Linked DNA regions of Zea mays: all the other regions are linked to region 1. Evidence: chromatin contacts called from public Hi-C data. All regions are on one chromosome and are shown on one strand. Each heading gives the region's core, a stretch centred on a gene start, on an enhancer-like site or on the middle of the called end of the contact. The rest is flanking DNA. Distances are from core to core; before and after follow the strand shown.

Region 1 (3,716 bases), core at 401-2,900:
TGGTTATCCATCTAATCACGTGGCATTGTTGGTTATCGCCTAGGAACATGTCCAGACCTCCTCCCCTATAAATATAAAGGGGTACGACCGATTGAGAACCCCTCGAACACATTTCAATCGAACCAATTACTTTATTTACTTTTGCCGACCTAGGAGTAGATGTAACGTAGCTTTAGTTGTAGCTTTCCGCATTTTCACCTCCACCCCTATTCGACTCTACGTCGTCTAGATCCGTTCTGGGGTGGCCTGCTGACCCCAGGATGGCCCTAGGATCTTACCCCTTGTGAGGGGCAAGATCTACTTCGTCTACTTCACTCAAGATCTTTTACTTGAATTGATCTATTAATTTCTAGGCGACTCTACGTTGTCTGGAGATGCCTCGGGTGACCTGCTGACCCGAAACACCCTAAGGTCTCTCCCCCGGGAGCGGGATCTAGGTCCTACGAGGAGAAGAAGACGAACCTGCGCCATCGCGGACCGTCCGGCCCAGAGCGTGGATCGTCCGGACAACGCGCAGGGAAGGCGTCGCTCCTGTCGCCAGGTCGTGGATCGTCCGGCCCAGAGCCGTGGATCGTCTGCGCCACCGCATCGAGCACCGCCAGGCGACCCGGCGATCCATCGTGGACCGCCACCACCATTCATCTCGCGGAGCCGAACCCAAGGTATTGCTCATCACGAGAAGACATTGGGGTTCGTTGTTGTTTGGTACCAAATAGGTGGTGACCATCATAGAGGTTTGTCCCACCTTCAGGATAACCTTTTTAGGTACATCAAGTAATCATCCCATTAGCTCTAAGATTTCTTTTCAAGACCACATTCAAGATAGTGTTAATTGTCTTGCGTCTTATTTACTATCTCGCTCCCTAAGGCCTTGACTCTCTGTGGGCAAAACCTAGTGATCATCCCTATGGTCCGAACTCACTACAAGGACGACCTATAAATCGTTAGTGTTTGGTTCAAAAAGGCGCCAACACTAGGCACACGAACTGAAGCTGCATTATTGGAGTTTGTCTTGAGATTGCAAGGAGATCTACACAGTGAGTCCAATAAGATGGCAACGCAGCAGAGGGAACATCAGGATGCTGTGGCCAATTAGGTCAGCGTGGGCAACGTGGTTGTTTCAAACATTTTGGGGATTTGTTATTTTAGCAGTCTGCTGTGTGCTTAGTTTTGTTTAGGGAAAAAAGTTCAACAACCCACAATGACAAGTTTTGAGGAACAAATTTTTAGTAGCCTCTATACACGATACGATGATTAGGCCGAACCAGGCAACCAGCACAATGCTAATGGTCAACAAGCTAAACGCGCGCGCTGGCGCGCGCCAGTTGACTTATTCTAGAGAACGCGAGGCTCCCAAGACGGCAGACGAAGGATCGCGTTTGAGGCGCTACCAGCCAGCCTCTGTCGGGCAGGCAAATAAGACGGAGCAGTGAACAACAACTGGATGGCAGGATTTGCATCATAGAGAAGCGATCGGACGGTAAAGGAATTCTGAATGACGTGGCCTACCTAGTTTGCAAGCTAGGGTCCCTGGTTTAATATATAGGAATGAGCCGGGTCCTATTCGTGATGGACCAAATTCGCATCGGTGCCACGGCCACGGGCCGCTCTGGAGGACCGGCCTTTTTGCACATCTACAGTCCAAAGCACAAGCAGTCAGCGGAATCCAATCCCCTGCCTCGCTCGGCGCTCCGCCGCCACCTCGAATCCAGTTCACCCACCTCCTCCGTCCTTATTCGTTTCTTCCGCCGCAAGCCAGACAGAGTTGACTGTCACCGTGTTCCCTCGGGGTGGGCGATGGGGTCGTCGGAGCCGTCGTCGCGTTCCGTGCAGAACCTCGTGCTGTACGCCGCCAGCGCCGCGCTCAGCTGCCTCGTCCTCTTGGCCGGCCTTCGCCACCTCGATCCCAACCGCGCCGCCTCTCAGAAGGCGCAGCAGCAGAAGAAGGAGATCGCCAAGCGCCTCGGCCGGCCCCTCGTCTCCACCACGCCCTATGAGGTCCGTCCCTCCACCCGTATCCGTATCCGCCTCCCCAATCCCCATCTAGGGTTCACTTCACTCCGACTCAATCCTCCGCTGGCGTCTCGCTCACCGACAGGACGTGATTGCGTGCGACGTCATCAACCCCGACAGCATCGACGTCGAATTCGATTCCATCGGCGGCCTCGACAAGGTCAAGCAAGCGCTCTACGAGCTCGTCATCCTGCCCCTGCGCCGCCCTGAGCTCTTCGCCTCCGGCAAGCTCCTCAGCCCCCAGAAGGGCGTCCTTCTCTATGGCCCGCCCGGCACAGGAAAGACCATGCTCGCCAAGGCCATTGCCAGGGAGTCCGGTGCCGTCTTCATCAATGTCAGGATCTCCAATCTCATGAGCAAGTGGTTCGGGGACGCGCAGAAGCTCGGTGAGCAATTATACTCTAGTCCACTGGATATCCAGCTATCCACCGGTTTTGAATCCATACCTATTGCTATTATAGTAGTCTTTTGCCATATTCTTCTTTTTCTTGTGTCTGTATGCCACGCACCGATCAACCAATGTTTATATGTTACTCTTGTTGTGGCAGCAGCTGCCCACTGGAAACTTATTTGCTCTAGAGACGATGACAATTGCATTGTTTTTTTGTGTCAGGATGCTGTAGAAATCTGCTGATTTTGAATCCATACCCTTCATAGAAGTTTCTTCTTTTATGTTTATATATGTTACTAGTGCTGTTGCAGCAGCAGCTGTAATGCAGTTATTTGCATTGCTAATTTAACTGTCCACATATCTACTACTTTAGAATTAGAATTGATGTCATCTGTATTGTTTTTTTATGTGTGTCTACGCTATACGCTGATGTTAGTGTGCTATTGCTGTGGCAGTGTCTGCTGTATTTAGTCTCGCTCACAAGCTCCAGCCTGCTATTATCTTCATTGACGAGGTTGATAGTTTCTTGGGGCAGCGACGGACAACTGATCATGAAGCCATGACTAATATGAAGACAGAGTTCATGTCCCTCTGGGATGGCTTCACCACTGATCGTGAGTCCTTTTATACTTTGCCTGCTGCCATGAAAGTTGATGTACAACTTACATTTGTCGACAATGATGTGAACTTGTGAAGCATTGCTTACAGAAATGGTATAGTTGTGTGCTAATTCTTTCTGGGCACGCAAACAGCATAACCCTACTTCAATTAAGCACCCTTTATAGGACAACATTATTAGCATAAATAAATCTTGATTGTCAACACCATTCGCTATTTTTTTGGCCCCATTTTCCAGGTTCTAGAATAAGATGCATTTTCCCTATTTTTGTTATATAAGACATTCCATACTCCAGAGACTTAAGCTAACAGATATAGATTTGTGCTTTGAATCAATATAATAATCCCACAGCAGCCACCTGTTTCATTTCTCTCCCATGATTCAAGCCTATAGATACAGACGTGTGCTTTAAGCCTTGTGGAATAATAATCCCTACACTGTACATACGTTCCATTGCTTTTAACAAACCCCTTTACAACACTGTTCTGCTTAGTTTGTGTTCCTTATTTGTTATATTTGAGCTAATTTATAATGCTAGCTATATTCATAGATGTGTAATGTTTATGTAATATCATGACTTCTGTTGTATATCTGTATGGAGATTCTTGCAGCCTTGACATTAGTGGTTACTGGTTGGTTACTATGATGATTTTCCTCCTGGGACAGGCTAGTGATCTGATTACAAGTGTTCAC
Region 2 (3,716 bases), core at 502-3,001, 460 kb after region 1:
CAAAACAAGTTTCCTAAATGAGCCAAATTACACATGAAAGCCTTTAAATTAGGTTCAAGTTCAGAAAATACTTAGTTTCATGAGTTCCCATTTAGAATTCAGATTTCCGCTTTTCGCATGGTCATGGCAACCCTCTAGTGTAAATGTAAACTCATTTTTATCATTTTATGACTGGATTAAGTAACTGGACATTATTACAGCCATTGACTATTTTGACATGGGTCCTTCTAGCTCCTCACTCCTACCTGCTTACATGGGTGCTTACAATTAAGATGTCGAAACAGAATGGTCACAGTAATCAACCATATCTGAACAATGCAAATAGCTTCGAACTACATAATCAACATCGTTAGTACTAGACCTAGGATGCATTTTAATTCAAGTGGAAAAGCATTGAGGAGGCAACGTCATATAAGGATCCAAAAGAAGGGGCACAAGTGGCAGCTTGGATCACCTACTAGCAGCATTCCGTGCATATCTGTGGCCTGATCCAGCAATAGCAGTCATACGAATCCGATTGTTAGGATCACGTGCAATAGAAGCCTCAATCCTGCCAGAATTTGGATTAGGTGCGCCACAAGTAAGACTGATGTATACCCTACGGATTGTATGCAGCTTGAACTGTTCTGCTAATCGAGCATGAGAATGCTCATCCTGTCCCAAAGAAGAAAGACAAAGAAAAATGGGAGAGTTCAGCATAAGTCTGTATTATACGCACAGATTTCATAAAAGATTCTGAAGTACCAGGTTTATTTTTTAAAAAAAAAATGGGTGGCTATCACAACTCAGAATTCAATACCTTAGCAACAACAAGAAGCCCACTTGTCCCCTTATCCAGCCTGTGCACAATACCAGGGCGCACAAGAGCATTCCGGACTTCTGAACTTACATCTTCAGCAGCAAACTGATCCACATGAAATACATCAGTGTCTTCATCCGTAGAATCCGGGCATTCATCACCAGCTGAGCTGCGTGCTAAACAGGTAAATGTGGAGATCTTGCAGTGATGAAGTATAGCATTGACTAATGTGCCTTTGGCATTTCCTGGCGCCGGGTGAACAACCATATGAGCCGGCTTGTTGACAACAAGAACATGGTCATCCTCATAAACGATGTCCAGCGGGATGTCCTCCGCCTCTGCCCTCAGCGGCTGTAGCTCTGACACCGTGCAGCTGACCAAGTCCCCTCCCTTCACAGTATGCGAAACCTACAATGCACAAAGTGAAGTACAATTGGTGCTGCATGCCCTCATATACCTTGTGAATTGTCTCGTCCGGAATCAGAGTTGTAGTTTAAGCTACAAATCAGCTACAATAATGTATAAGCAGCATATTCCACAGTTCTGCTAACACAAGGATCATCCGACCTCGCTTGACAGGAAGCAAACAGAGCCTAGAGACACGGGGTAGCAGTGGCACCTTGGAGACCGGGCGGCCATTGACGGCGACAAGCCCGGCCCGGATGCTGGCCTGCACGCGCGCGCGGCTAACGCCCCCGCCGCCGAGACGCGCCGATATCCAGGCGTCTACCCTCGAGCGCCCCTCGCCGACGGGCACGGCTTCCTCCAGGCGCGTCCCGCCGTGGCCTCCCTTCCGGCTCTCCGCCGCCTCCGCGCTCGCGTTGGAGGAGGCGCACCTCGCGTAGAAGGCTCTAGGCCTGCTGCTACGGATGTTCTGGCAGCGCATGAGGCCCGAGAGGGTGGTGGCAACCGCCGCCGGCGGTGGCGCCGTCGCAGCTGCCATTGAGCTGCCGAGGGGGTGGACCGGTGGAGACGTGAGCACTGAGGGAGAGGATAGTGTGTGGGTAGATGGGCCTGTTGTTGGGCCAAGGTTGTCAAAAAATGGGCTGTAGGTCACAACGAATTTCTTGTTTTAATTGAAAGGAGCAATAGCATGTGAGTTTCTGCCTGCCATACGTGACTTGCTCATGCATCAGTCGTACAGTCGACTTTCTTTATTTCGCCTCACGGGTGGATGTGTTTTTTCTCCTCCTCATTGATCCAAACAAAAGGGAAACATTTATATTCATAAAGTCAAGTAGGGTTGTTTTCAAAGGGAGTAATGGACAGACTTGTGTTAGGCGATTTAATTACATCCCTTTCAAAAAATCTATATATGTAAAACGTATAAAATGTTAGGATTTATTGAGTTTGACTCGTTTATATAACTAACAATAAATTCGAAAATAAATATCAAAGACCCACTCACTAAAACGATACATGAATATCTAGGACACTAATGCTGTTTAGAGCAGATCGTGCAATTTCGGGCCTGATCTAATTCAAATTATTTAAAATTTAATTAAGTTTATAAAAAAACATTGTCGACATGTATGATTCTAAATAGCTATACTATGAAAATATATTTCACAATGATCCAGCTTATGAGAAAAATACAAATGATGCCATTCTAGGCCCGGTCAAACTCAAATTACTCTAAATTTAACTAAATTTGTACAATATATCATCAACATGAATAACTTCAAATACATATACTGTGAAAATATACTTCATATAAAATCCAATAAAACTTAAACTTATTTAGTACTATATTGTCGGGGACCATAATTAGGGGTACCCTCAAGACGCCTAATTCTCAGCTGGTAACCCCCATCAGCATAAAGCTGCAAAGGCCTGATGGGCACGATTAAGTCAGGGATCAGTCCACACGAGTGACTCGATCACGCTTCACCCGAGCCTAGCCTCGGCCGAAGGCAGCCGACCTCGAGAGACTTCCGTCTCGCCCGAGGCCCCCTTTTTATGGCGGACACATCACCGGCTTGCCCAAGGTCTTGGTTTCGCTCAGAAGCAACCTTGACTAAATCACCACACCGACTCACCAAATTGCAGGGGCATTTAACGCAAAGGTGGCCTGACACCTCTATCCTGACACGCGCCCCCGGCAGAGCCGAGGTGACCGCCGTCACTCCACCGCTCCACTGGCCAGTCTGACAGAAGGACAGCGCCGCCTGCGCCACCCCGACTGCAGTGCCACTCGACAGAGTGAGTCTGACAGGCAATTAGGCCTTGCCAAAGGCGCCACGGCGAACTCCGCTCCGCCCGACCCCAGGGCTCGGACTCGGGCTAGGACCCGGAAGACGGCGAACTCCGCTCCGCCCGACCCCAGGGCTCGGACTCGGGCAAAGACCCGGAAGACGGCGAACTCCGCTCCGCCCGACCCCAGGGCTCGGACTCGGGCTAAGACCCGGAAGACGGCGAACTCCGCTCCGCCCGACCCAGGGCTCGGACTCGGGCTAAGACCCGGAAGACGGCGAACTCCACTCCGCCCGACCCCAGGGCTCGGACTCGGGCTAGGACCCGGAAGACGGCGAACTCCGCTCCGCCCGACCCCAGGGCTCGGACTCGGGCTAGGACCCGGAAGACGGCGAACTCCGCTCCGCCCGACCCCAGGGCTCGGACTCAGGCTAAGACCCGGAAGACAGCGAACTCCACTCCGCCCGACCCCAGGGCTCGGACTCGGGCTAAGACCCGGAAGACGACGAAACTCCGCCTCGCCCGACCCCAGGGCTCGGACTCCGCCCTGGCCTCGGCCGGACGACTTCCGCCTCGCCCGACCCCCTGGCTCGGGCTCGGCCACGGCAGCAGAAGGCAGACTCAACCTTGGCTTCGGAGGAAACCCCACGTCGCCCTGCCTAGAGCACAGACCGCCACGTCAACAGGAAACGTCATCATCATCCTACCCCGAATCGACTCGGGT
Region 3 (3,716 bases), core at 541-3,040, 430 kb before region 1:
AATGTATGATAACAGAATTCTCTTCTGCATAGCAAAGTCAAAGTATGGAGTGCATAATGACATGGTACGGAACTCTAAAAATGCGGGTGCTAGCTTCTGGGACTCTGGGAGCGCCTCTGGAACCAACAGGCCACAAGTTTGAAACTAATTGTTGAGAATAAGTGGTATGATGCATACATAAAAACAACCTTAACTAATTCAGATGTCCATGTCCGTGTTATAGTACAAATAGTGGTTTTTGAAAAGGAAGATTATTCTATTCTCCCCAACTTTACTGCTGGCATGCCAAGGGTATATGAGATAAGACACCTCTCCAAAGGCTCAGATAGGTATCGTTCATCCCTTACCATGGATACTACACTAACATTTCACATGGATGTAAACTGATTTGAGAAATGGCCCTGTAACCAATACAAGGCAAGCAGTACATCTTTTAAGCCTGAACTAATGTAACTTGATGACTTGAGATTAACTTCTACAAGGCAAGCTCAGACCACTGATGTTAACTCCAAAATAAAAGGCCAAATGTTAAGACATGTGAGCAAATTTACCAATCTCACTGCAATTAAGATGGTAAAAATGGCCAAGACATATCACCCACCATAATCTGATACCCCCAAAGGCACAGATAAATGGTGACTCAACCCACAATCCCCATCTGCGCACATCTATTCCACAAACAAATAGCCCCATCAATGTTAACGAGCAGCAGCTCTAAATCAGGTTGTACAAACTTTCATCCAACAAACCCTGTACTGCTGAAATGAACAAATCTAAAACAATCCAGAGAGGAAGAAATGCTGAGTGACTTCACCCCAAAAGGCCTATAAAATACACAGACCAATTTGAAGCCAGCAACAATTTATGTGGATCATGTACAAGATCCCAGATTAAGCCCCATGAAAATCCAGGGACAACTAATCCTCACGACCTAACATTTTAGTTTCAAACAGTACCTGCGAGCTCTGCACTTGGGACTTGAACTTGGAGATATTGGACTCCTGCAGCATCTCACTCTGCAAACAGAGTACCAAGACCACCAAATGAGAAAGACAACCGAGCAATCCGTCCACAGGACCCAAGCAAACCTCTATGAAACAACCATCCACGCAATGCCAAAGGCGAGGCGCTTGCCTTCTGCATCTCGGCCTTGGAGACGAAGGACTCGGAGATGCTCTCGAGGCTGTCGTTGAGGACCTCCGTGATGGCGGAGGTGATCGCCTCCGCCTGCTTGGTGGGCACGCCCTGCGACTCCAGCTTCCTGACCTGCGAGCGACACGACCATCCCGGCCCGCGTCAGCAGCTCGCCGGAGCATTCCGCCGAACACCTCTCGGGCGGAAGCCGAAACTGAGCGAGAGTACGGTAAGGAGAGACCCCGGAGGCTTGACTTACCAGGGCGAGGGTGTCTACGAGGAAGGCGCGGCGGCCGTTGGTCTTGACGAGCTGCGAGATGGAGCGGGGGCAGGGCGCGGCCGCCCACCGCTGCGGCCACTGCTGGTGCCCGTGCAGGAGCGCCGCGCGCCTGCAAGCTACGGCAGCGGCCATGGCCTCCTCCTCCTCCTCCTCCTCCCCCTCCCACGCGATGCGGCGGCGGACGGCGGAGGGGTCGGGGGCGCGAGCCGGTGGGGAGCGGTCCGGGGCCCGGCTATATGGGTGGGTGGAGGGCGATTCGGGCGGCTCGGCTTCGTTCCCGGGAGAGGCGGGATCGGAGGCGGAGGTGGCGGTGGCGCTAATTCGGGAAAGCGGAGAGGGGCGACGCTGCCTATATGCGGAGGCGCGGAGGCGACTTGGGGAGGAAGAAGACGCGAAGCAAGAAGGGGGGGGGGGGGGGGGGGCGAAGAGGGACGGTTTTCTTTTGTCTTTTATTTTTTGGAAAAAAAAAACAAAATCGACAAAACATAGTAGCCGCTCCGCCTCCCGCTCTCTAGGCTCACCATCATTTCCTCTGGTGTTTCACTGTCTTTTCAGTTTTGAACGAGCGTGATGAAACATCCATTCCTTCCCCTAATTGGCAGAGCCTTTCGAGCTCTCCAATTTTACAGAGTACTCATGCTTGCTTCCTTATCTTGTGGACAAAGAATCGACCGACTCTGAAGCATAGCCGCAGTTCTCAAAACAATCCCGCTCCAAGCAAGTTGGGTGGCCGGCGTGGAGACGACGACACCCACCGAACCCACCGCGGCGGCCTGGTCCACGCTGGGAAGCGGATCCGGCCCGACCATTCCAATCTGGCAGCCAATCACAGGGACCACCCACCGCCAGCAGACGCGCACGCAGACGCGGGTTGGGTTCAACTTCACGCCGATCGATTCGCTGGATAGACTGATCGTGTTTGGATTGCCTTGTATTCTTTTCTTTTCTTTTTGACCCATTTTCGTAAAGTTGAAATTTTATGTTAGGGGGCATTGCGCGCTTGTCTCTGGACGCATACATATGTTAATCGCATTTTATTCTAGAAAAGTCAACTTTGCACGTTTGTCAGCCGAGATTTCGAAATAAAGTCTCGTGTTAGCAATGGGAAGGGAGGAGCAGTCGAGCAGAGAAGATGCGTGGAGAAGGGGCGAGAGAGCAGAGAAGAAGGGAGATGGCACCGAGAGCCCGGCGGCGTCTCGGTAGTATTCTTCGTATTGTCTTTTATATAGAGCTATTGGATCAAAAACGGCCCACAGCCAGACGACTTCCACTACTTGGCCCACATCGGTCTAGTAACTTTAGTATTTAGACGACTGACTTGCGTGCCGTGTGGCTTGTTCCTGCTGTCTGCTGCCTTCAGCTTGTCGTTCTCGTCAGCATTGCTGACATCCGCCTCCCCTTCAAAGTCTGTTTGTCCCCAAGCAGGTGCATTTAGGAATCGTTCCTTGAGAGCCATCACATCTTCCCAGTTGGTCAATGCTGCGTCGAGGCCGGACCAAACGAGCTTCGCCTGCGCAACCATATTGCTGCCACGCTGAACCAGGCGTCGTTGCAGGATATGAAGAGGGACCTGCAATGGATTAGTACCAGATGGTAGAGATGAAATCGACTGATGATTGGTTCCAGTAGCTGCCTTGAGTTGGGACACATGAAATACAGGATGGATGGAAGAAGTGTCCGATAATTTGAGCTTGTAAGCGACTGGACTGATCTGCTCGACTATCTAAAAGGGTCCGAAGAATTTGAATGAAAGTTTGTGGTTGGCTCTGGTGGCTACAGATGTTTGCACATAAGGTTGCAGCTTCAGAAAGACCCAATTGTGAACAACAAAAACGCGCTCAGATCGCTTCTTGTCGGCCTGCTTCTTCATTCGATCTTGGTGCCGAGTGAGATGTTGTTGAATAAGTTTCTGCATGAGTTCCCTCTCTTGCAGCCATGTTTTCAGGTCTGGAACCGAGATAGCTCGCTGATCAGTAATACCAAAGTGGCGAGGCATGTGGCCATACAGCACCTCAAATGGGGATTTGTCCAATCCAGTGTGAGTATAGGTGTTGTACCAGAATTCGGCCACCGAAATCCACTGAGACCATTGTCTTGGACAAGCATGGACAAAACACCGAAGGAAAGTCTCTAAACATTGGTTAACCCTCTCCGTTTGCCCATCGGAATGGGGGCGATATGCTGAAGACATGCTGAGTTTTTAGTATCTGAAAGTAAAACAGTTGTTGCCAAAATGAGCTTGTAAATATCCGGTCTCTGTCAGAAATAATAATAGCAGACAGTCCATGTAGTTTGTAAATGT
Region 4 (3,716 bases), core at 348-2,847, 290 kb before region 1:
GTTTGAATGCATTAGAGCTAATAATTAGTGACTAAAATTAGTTGAAACATCCAAATACCCTAGCTAATAGTTCAGCTATTAGCTATTTTTAGTAAATTAGTTAATAGTTAGGTAGTTATTTGTTAGCTAGCTAATTCCACTAATAATTTTTAGTCAACTAACTATTAGTTTTAGTGCATTCAAACACCCCCTAAGTTGTCGGAGATAAAGCAAGTATAATGAGTTTACTTTATGCGGGTCGGGATGCTACGGCCTGCTCACTAGTAGCGAGATAAAATCGGACTACTAATAGACTCTAAAACAACTTGTGAGAGTAAGAGGTGGACTAAGTGTTAAATGTATAACTTGTACCATGAGAGTGTTATTGTTGGCTATATGTGAAATGAGAACGCCATAAAGTCCATTGTACCCTATATATATTACTAGCAAGTTGCCCGTGCTTTTGCTATTTGTATATATCATATAAATATGTATTGAGCTATTCATTCAAATATAATTATTGTTTATTTCTAAACACTAAGATATGTGTAGTCTGGTCGTTAGTCCCAAATTTATAGAGTAGAGGCGTGTGTTCAAATGATCGCGGTAGCACCAAGTACCCAATTTCAGTACTTAATAGTAGCCGGGATTAACCTAACGCTGATAATTAGGGCAAGCACGCACGCATGTACCGCTTGGGGTTTGCTCCATGGAACATAAAAGCCGCCGACGGTAACTGACACCTGCAAGTTGTACCTAACAACACGTTTGTAACCTAGATTAAAAGCTTAATTAATGTCACGACGAAGCTTAATCGTGCACGCATGTCGGATCTCTCGGCGGGGCTAGCCAGCTTGAAAATGCGGCGTTTACATCTGAATAAGCTACACATGTGCAATGCAACTCCAGCCCACATCATACGAAGCTACCGAATTCAAGAAGGGAAATCCATCTTTCAGGATTCAGACGGCAGCTAGCTACACATGTGCATGCAGCTCTCTCATCTGAATCGACCGAGTCAAGCGATGACTTTTTCTTTCTTTCTTTCCTTCTTCTCCTTTTACTATTCAGTACTACCAGTGTGGCGGACAGACTGGAAAACGTCAACACGGTTGCATCGCATGTGTAGCTAGCTATTCAGCGTCGATCGAGAGACGAGCAACCGCGCGCGCTTGTGCTGCCGGTCAAGAACAACTTGGATTTGCTCCTCCTCTTCTTCTTCGTCGTCGTCGGTGCTGGAGCTGGGCTCTGCAGACTCGCGTGAAAAGTCTACTAGTGTTCTTCAAGCGGACTGACGTCACCCGCGCCGGTTTCCCACGCATGCCGTGGTGGCGCGGGCAGGTGGGGGTGAGTGGATGGCAGGTGGACCTGCGCCGCCCGGGGACCACCGGTCAGAAAGCCGTTTTCGGGTGAAAGAATGGAAAAGGGCAAAAAGAAAAATTTGGAAATGCAGTTGGTGATTTCACGGTCGCCTCCCTGGGACCCGACCCGGCCCGGCGCCCTGCCCCTCTCTCTCCTCTCAGCTGCCGCGCTGTAGCCTGTAACTGTAACCGAGGCGAGGCGAGAGAAATAACGGACGCCACCTCCTCCCCCTCTCTCGCCCGCTTCCTGCTCTCTCTTTCTCTTTCTCCCCTGCTTCCCCTTCCATTCCCGACGGACGACGCAACAACCCGCCTGCCCTGCCCTGCCTCACGCTCGCACCCGCGGCGGCGCGGAGGGCCGGAACCTAAACCCTAACCCTAGCGGCCCGCCCGCGATGGGGCAGTGCTACGGGAAGGCAGGCGGCGCGTCGTCGCGGCGGGCGGACCACGACGACCACGCCCACGCGGTCGCGCCGCCGTCCCCGCTGCCGGCCAACGGCGCGCCGCCGCCGCAGCCCGCCACGCCCGGGCGCCGCAAGTCCGGATCGGCCACGCCGGTGCACCACCAGGCGGCGACGACCGCCTGGCCCAGCCCGTACCCCGCCGGCGGGGCCAGCCCGCTCCCCGCGGGCGTGTCGCCGTCGCCTGCCAGGTCCACGCCCCGCAGGTTCTTCAAGCGGCCCTTCCCGCCGCCCTCGCCCGCCAAGCACATCAAGGCCACTCTCGCCAAGCGCCTCGGCGGGGGCAAGCCCAAGGAGGGCACCATACCGGAGGAGGGCGGCGCCGGCGTCGCCGCCGACTCCGCCGAGGCCGAGCGCCCGTTGGACAAGACGTTCGGCTTCGCCAACAACTTCGGGGCCAAGTACGACCTCGGGAAGGAGGTCGGGAGGGGACACTTTGGCCACACCTGCTCCGCCCTGGTCAAGAAGGGCGAGTACAAGGGCCATGCCGTCGCCGTCAAGATCATCTCCAAAGCTAAGGTACTCAAAGCTTTGCTCGTTGGGGGGGGGGGGGGGGGGGGGGGGTGCACTCCTCATGTCAAATTCCACCTTTTTGGAATATTTTGAAATTTCAAATAGTACCTCTATCTGTCGAGGTAACCGGCATGTGTTCGCGCCGAACCGAAACCTTGGTGGTTAAGGGGCTTTGGTTTACTAATTTTTACTCCATTTTATTTCATTTGTCTCTAAATTAACAAACACGGAAACTAAAACTCCGTAGTTGTTAATTTAGTGACTAAAATGGAACAAAATGGAGTGATTAAAAATTAGTCCCCAGGAACCAAACAAAAATGGTCCGGATTTTGCCTACTGAAGGATACTTTTGGGACTTCCTATTTCAATTTTGGAACTTTGCTCTTAAGTTGTTTGGCATTGGCGGCTTTTTGTAGGAAGTAACATAGGAAATCCTAGGATCTTGCATGGTACTTGACCAGTTGTATTTTAGCAATATGTTGTCTAGCGCAATATCTTCTCTTTTTTTGTGTGGTTTTAGGATTTTTTTGACTTTTCAAACAGTAGGGTTGCGCCATGAAAGCTTAATATATTTACTGTTCCATTGTTCAATCCCGATAACATGTCTCCAGTTGCTCCGCTAGATAGTTTGGCTGGTGAGAGTAAATTGTCCTAGTTTCTTGGTTGTGACACTGAGTAGGGGGTTTGACAGTTCTCAGCAGGTTCAGCTGATGCTGGAAATCATGCTAATCTTATGTTTTGAGAAAGGAATGCTTGTAGGAACTTTAGGATGCCGAATAGTACAGTGATTGAAATTATTGGCGAATTACCCAATTCTTGTCCGTTGTTAATTAATGATAAACAATACAGTGCATATCCTGATCTACTCTTTCATTCCCACCTTCTTGTTTGGTGAACAAAGGTCTGCATTTTCCAGCTGGATCCAGTGGAACTTTAGGAAAACCTAACTGATTGTGATTGTTCTATTAACGCATTGCAATTTGCCTTAGGAGCCTAGATTTGATGAAGGTGCCCAAGCTCCATAGGGGATAGCATCGCATAAATGAAACAAAATAAGAATGTCTTACATTGCATCATTCTTAGTAGTATTCTTCTTCATGAAGGAACAATATTGGACTTGTTGACTAGATCAAACAGCTGATAATTTAATAGCTTCTATCATTGTTTTCAGATCGCCTGATCGTCTGATCGATGCCACTGGGCGATCAAACGATTAGTCGCGATTAGGCGACAATCAGGGCGATTAGTCGCCGCTGATCGACCCTAATTGTCCATTGATCGTCCTATGTATTTCCAGGACATATATAGCACTATATATATAGATATTTACTTATATAGTATAGAGACTTGCTCAAAACAAGCACACGTATAGACAAGGCAGCAGTATAAATAGTCCAAAACA

What was found. A called contact is a pair of places that touch in the nucleus more often than the background predicts.
Region 2: a contact with region 1 is called in a Hi-C map of leaf, with 4 times the contacts expected there. The contact joins the promoter of LOC100272459 here to the promoter of LOC100273669 in region 1. A contact is called at or near these places in 4 of 25 Hi-C or Micro-C datasets (ear, endosperm, leaf and 1 more).
Region 3: a contact with region 1 is called in a Hi-C map of ear, with 1.9 times the contacts expected there. The contact joins the promoter of LOC100285948 here to the promoter of LOC100273669 in region 1. A contact is called at or near these places in 2 of 25 Hi-C or Micro-C datasets (ear and tassel).
Region 4: a Hi-C map of leaf shows a contact between it and region 1, with 10 times the contacts expected there. The contact joins the promoter of LOC542225 here to the promoter of LOC100273669 in region 1. A contact is called at or near these places in 6 of 25 Hi-C or Micro-C datasets (ear, endosperm, leaf and 1 more).

What each region holds. Positions count from the first base shown.
Region 1 is chr6:93,771,552-93,775,267 of Zm-B73-REFERENCE-NAM-5.0, reverse strand. LOC100273669 reads left to right here and starts at 1,650. Exons shown (of 5, transcript NM_001360289.1): 1 at 1,650-1,998; 2 at 2,099-2,399; 3 at 2,860-3,018. The coding sequence starts at 1,798.
Region 2 is chr6:93,309,135-93,312,850 of Zm-B73-REFERENCE-NAM-5.0, reverse strand. LOC100272459 (RNA binding protein) reads right to left here and starts at 1,751. Exons shown (of 6, transcript NM_001146932.1): 1 at 1,419-1,751; 2 at 800-1,207; 3 at 455-654. The coding sequence starts at 1,742.
Region 3 is chr6:94,198,180-94,201,895 of Zm-B73-REFERENCE-NAM-5.0, reverse strand. LOC100285948 reads right to left here and starts at 1,790. Exons shown (of 7, transcript NM_001158837.2): 1 at 1,394-1,790; 2 at 1,135-1,266; 3 at 957-1,016. The coding sequence starts at 1,546.
Region 4 is chr6:94,059,410-94,063,125 of Zm-B73-REFERENCE-NAM-5.0, reverse strand. It overlaps LOC542225 (calcium dependent protein kinase13), which reads left to right and starts at 1,597. Exons shown (of 11, transcript NM_001111835.2): 1 at 1,597-2,320. The coding sequence starts at 1,736.